Linked DNA regions of Bicyclus anynana: region 1 is linked to region 2. Evidence: chromatin contacts called from public Hi-C data. All regions are on one chromosome and are shown on one strand. Each heading gives the region's core, a stretch centred on a gene start, on an enhancer-like site or on the middle of the called end of the contact. The rest is flanking DNA. Distances are from core to core; before and after follow the strand shown. Region 1 has its middle 35 kb from the start of LOC128198563. Region 2 holds the start of LOC112051909 (zinc finger E-box-binding homeobox protein zag-1).

Region 1 (2,700 bases), core at 132-2,631, 230 kb after region 2:
CTTTAAAGTTAGACAAGGTACATCAGTAGTCCAACATATTAAAATCTAGAACTAAAAATCTGTCTAAAAATCGGCGCCTGTACTGTAAATCTATATTACAGCTTGTCTCCATAATATTATAATAAGTCACTAGATATAGTGTTTATCAATTATGTTTTGTCGTATAGGTGGAAACTGTATGTTTGTCAAACTGCGGCTCCCAGTGAAACGTATGCTTTATGAACCCCCATTTAAAATGAGAAAGAGAATAAAAACGAATGGAAGCTTCGGGAACAAATAAACTGTCTAATAAAAGTTTCGGTTCTGCGGCGAACTTGTTACGTTAGCTAAATCATACTGATAAAGAAAGGTAACATAATAACATAAACGATGTCGCATGATAAACTATTATCTACATATTATTATATATATTTTTTAAAAATGAAATATCACGTGTCTCAAATGGTGAAGGAAAACATCGTGAGGAAACCTGCATACCAGAGAATTTTCTTAATTCTCTGCGTGTGCGAAGTCTGCCAATCCGCATTGGGCCAGCGTGGTGGACTATTGGCCTAACCCTTCTCATTCTGAGAGGAGACTCGAGCTCAGCAGTGAGCCGAATATGGGTTAACGTAACGTATATATATTTTTTATATAAAGTTAGCGCTCTTGTCCGCAACCTTGGCAGATGTAAGTGATGATGATAGCGGCTTACTTGCTTACTCTGATAGTTTTAATGCGATATCACAACGGACCACTAAATTGCTTAGTGGTCTTTGTCGGTAGGCTGCTAACTAGCCCAGGCCGATGTCTACCACCAGAACTGTCGATATTTAGTTAATGTCGGTCGGTACTGTCGTTAAACTGTCGGTCGCAATTATTAACTTCTGGTTTACATCATTAGGGCCCACCAACCTGGATTCTAACAGCGTGGTGATCTAAGCTCCATATCCATCCTCCTAGAGAGAGGTATAGGCTTGGCCTTGTGTGGGATGTTAAAATAGGATCCTAATGAAGAAATATCCAATATCTGTTTATCATTATCATCATAAACAATCCATATTCGACTCACTGTTTAACACGACGCTGGCCCAATGCGGATTAACAGACTTCAAAGAAGAAAATTTTCAGTTATGCAGATTTCCTCATGAAGTTTTTCCTTCACCGTGAAATACGTGATATTTAATTATTTATAATGTATATAACTGTAAAGATGGAGCATGCCCCGGACTGGATTCAAACCTATACGCCCTTCGAAGACAGAAGTCATATCCACTGGGCTATCACGTCTCATATCAGTGTATATTGCAGTAATCAGAGCAGAAGCTATAGCTGTGTGAGCTGTGAACAATGCTGGTGCGGGATAAACACCTCGGCCACACCGCCGCACATGCAGCATGACGTCACCCGACAACCTGTCGCCCGAGCCGTGTAATTAAACCCGTCCCTGCGCAGTGCTGCGCCGCACACTAAACGTCGATACTCGATAAATAAATACTTACTAAATGTAAATTGCATTTCTTACATACCCACCCTCAACTGAAAGAGTAATATGCCTTATTATACTGCTTTATTTTAGTAAGGAAGGCCTAACTATATGCATTTTTCACCAACGAAAATAAAACATTTAAATTGTAAATCAAACCATACAATTTAGGCAAGAAGTATTGTGAGATTTCCTTAAACAGTATTAGTGAGAAGCGAGCCGTTAATTAATTTAATAATTATAAATTTTTGATTGATTTATGATTATGCAGTCTTACAATCTTAATTCAATCAAATACAAATAAAACGTTTTATTTGAGGATGATGACATATTTGATAGTAGATAGACAATAATCATATTATGAGCAATAAAGCACATACGAGTAGGTATATAATTGTAGATGGTTCAGATTTGTTCAATATCTTCACTTTTACATACTATTCGTACAATCGTAGTCAATCTGATGTTGTATGTTTGAGTCAATAATATTTGCATATTGCAAACGTAAAAATATTGTTTTTAATATTTAAAAATTATTATAGCATAAAAATGACCCTTGCAATGTTATTTAATCTCTACGAAAAAAAAAATCCTTAACATAAATAATACTTTTTTTAAATTATTTCTTGTACGTATACAATTATTTTTATTAATAACTAGCGGACGCCTCCTACTTCGTACGCGTGAAATTCAGTTTTTCACAAATCCCTAGGTAACCATAGACTTTACTGAGATAAAAAATAGCCTATATACTACTCAATAACCTCTTCTATCTTCCAGTATAAAAGTCATACCATGATCGGTCAACTTCCAAAAAAATCATAAAAGCTTGATTTTGTACAAGTATCGTGTAAATAACTATAAGCGCTAGAATACTTGAATTTTATTTATATGTATTAATAAATATCGATACCAAGTGAAATGTACCAGCAGAGCAGCACTAGCGACGACCCCCGCGGCACCTCGTGTTATTAAGGCGTTTTTTGTGCGCCACACGTGCTCGCCATACCTCGCTCTGTGTGTGTCTGTCTTTATACTCACTGATACGTAGGTATGCTATACTGATACTTGGAGGGTACCTATATAGGTATATTACTATTAGTAGCTATTGTATGTTTATCATCGTTCAAATTGGTAAAAGAGAATATTGGCATCAATGTTGCAAAAAACTTTATTCGAAAGCTTTTGTCTTCAAAAGTTACCTTTAAAGAAATCGTATTGCTCACGCATTTATT
Region 2 (2,700 bases), core at 41-2,540:
TCCCGTGCCTCAAGTGGATGAGTTATGCCGCGCCCGGGCCCCGGGGGAGCGAGGGGACCAACACCAAGGTTATTTCTAATGAAGACGTTCGTACGGTTTTATTTTTAATGCGTCAGAGGTGTTGGTTTCACCTGTTACAACTGTTACGGGAACTGTTGTATCTTTCACAACTTTTTTTTTAAATGTGTTCTGACCTTCGTTACTAGTATCTGTATCTATATTACTAACATTTATTAAACTTCATCAGTTCTCATAATTTTTAATTATTCAAATGTCAATTCACTAATGTAATACAAAACGTTGAAATTTTAAATAATATCGAATAAACAACATATTATTATTGTTTTCGAAAGAAGAACTTTATTTAGAAAGTTTCGAAATAAGGATATTTTTGTAAATGTTGGATTTATAAATGAAAATTTACTCAATAGACATAATCATATTAGTAACGTTACACAAGGATGCAAATAAATAACATTAGACGACTTAGACTGTCGTTGAAATTATTGAGTAGAATGTTTTGCTACGAATAGGTCGGTAATATGAACTTGGCGTCTGTAGAGCAAATCGGAAAGTAAAGAATTATAAACGAATATCAAAAATAATAATAAAATCATTGACAAGGTAAAAACAAATATGCAAACGAAAATGAAAGTAAAAGCAAGCTTACTCAAGGCCGCCAGCCTGGCCGAGGAGGTGGAGGTGGGCACCTGCTTACTCCGCATGTCGGCCAGCCAGTCGGCTGCCAGCCACTCGTACCATCCGCCGACTCCCATAAGCTGGCTATGCACTTTCATCGGGCCACAACACCACTGTCGGCCTTCGTCCGACGAGACGGTCGCAGTGTCGGAGTGACTGACGCCCAACGCACACCTCTATGTTTACGACGCACCAACTTGAACTTTTACATCGCTGGACAGCTGGCGATGTGGCACTTTAACTTTTATACCTTCCAAACACCCTGACGAGTTTAGGAGCGCGATTTTTTAATTATTTATTTTGAATGTGCTGCGAACGCACCGGATTGAACTTTTGTTTTTTTACGTTTGTTTGGCGATGTGCAGTGCGGACGGCCGCTAACTATCAGTTATCCGAGAGCGCGACGCACTGGCACTGCGACGACGCGGAGTAGTGTTTACAGTCCCAACTCACATCGGCAGGCGCCCCAGACGTTGGCCAGGCTCCACAGGCGGTACGAGTAGCTGTCACCATAGCAGCCGAACATCTCATCGGTTCTCGCGACCATGACCCGCGCTCACACGTGTGGCTCGCGGCGCGGCGCGCGGCGGAATGAAGCCGGCCCGCCTCTCGCCCCGCCCTGCCCGCCGCCTCGCCCCGCGCCGCACCTCGCCACCCCCCACCTATACTTAATTAGTGAACCCGCTGAGCGGACCCGTGTCCCGCGGACCGCCAGGTCTCTCATCTGCCGCCGCGCTCTCCGCTCTCGCCTGCAGGACTCTCACAGTCTGCTTAGCGGTTCTTTAATGAGGATGCTCTAGATTTTGCCGGGTCCATTCTATTATTGCTTTTTTCTTCGGTTGGCACATTTTCTGTCAGTTCACCTATCCAGGTAATCAAGTAGGTGTGTTGTGCTGATTGAAAAGTAACAATACAGTTCCGATGTCAATAATATAATATTAATTAATTTGATAATTTCCTAAACCTGTCAATAAATAAAAAAAAATCCAAGCCGTATTTGCAACACAGACCTATGTTAAAAGAATAAATCTGGTTCAAAATCCTGATGTAGGTAGAGCGGTTTGGCGCTACGAAGTAGATAAATGTTTATTTATACACCGCCGGTTAGCTCCACCTTCCCATTCATCTACCTGTCTCTATTTAACTCTACAGTTACACACGACTCTTAATATTAGTGAAAAAATATAATCATATGAATATACGTACCTACCTACTTAAATAAGTTAATTAAGAAATTTCATCTCTATTTACAATTTTCAAGTTTTACCCAATTGGTCTCAATATGTTAGTACATACTTAGAGTGTAAGTAATTATAAAACAAATGAAATTGTATTTTTAATGATACATCGATATATTTTTTTGAAATGTAAAATTCAGCTTAAAATAATGTTTAAGGATTACGACTCTACATTTTACATTGAAGCGCGTTTCGGCTTCTTGTCACTAGATGGCGCTAAGCGTCGCACAACGCGAGTTTATGTTGATGTCGAGATTTACTATGACTTGTATTGCTTTTAATGATACTGTTGGTTTATAATTTTCTATACGATTTCGTTGCTTCTTATTAATTTGGTTTTTCTTTACCTATACCTTATGAATTATTTAAGAATTTAGTCACAATCATGTACCTATCATTTATTTAAAATTACCTACACAACCCGGCAATTATTCATAACATCTTAGTATAAGAAATAAACACGTAATATACCTATTATAGCTCTAGCCAGGACTCGAACCCAGATCCTTGCTGTCAGGAACCATGTAAGCTAACCACTGAACAAACAAGGCACTTATTTCTATATTTATTTCACATTTTTTTTTCAATATTTTTACGTTGTATGGTATAAAAGAAATGTAAAAACGAATAAGGGAAAATAATGAACAAGGCCCACCAAGAATTGGTAACGTTACGCTACCGGCATAATTACATTGTAGCCATAGTGCCTTCCATTTTAAACCCTATTCGATATAGCGTAAAGTTGAAAGTGGTTTGTGAGCTG

Evidence for each region. Hi-C and Micro-C count contacts between places; a contact is called where the count stands out from the background.
Region 1: a Hi-C map of whole body shows a contact between it and region 2, with 4 times the contacts expected there. The contact joins the enhancer-like site here to the promoter of LOC112051909 in region 2. A contact is called at or near these places in 2 of 2 Hi-C or Micro-C datasets (whole body and whole larva).

What each region holds. Positions count from the first base shown.
Region 1 is chr12:537,915-540,614 of ilBicAnyn1.1, forward strand. No RefSeq gene overlaps it. Among protein-coding and RNA genes, the nearest start is that of LOC128198563, 35 kb to the right of the region's middle. Within about 2 kb of position 1,382, at least 8 of the 8 cell types and tissues checked have open chromatin away from gene starts, as enhancers often do.
Region 2 is chr12:308,593-311,292 of ilBicAnyn1.1, forward strand. LOC112051909 (zinc finger E-box-binding homeobox protein zag-1) reads right to left here and starts at 1,291. Exons shown (of 4, transcript XM_024090743.2): 1 at 671-1,291. The coding sequence starts at 797.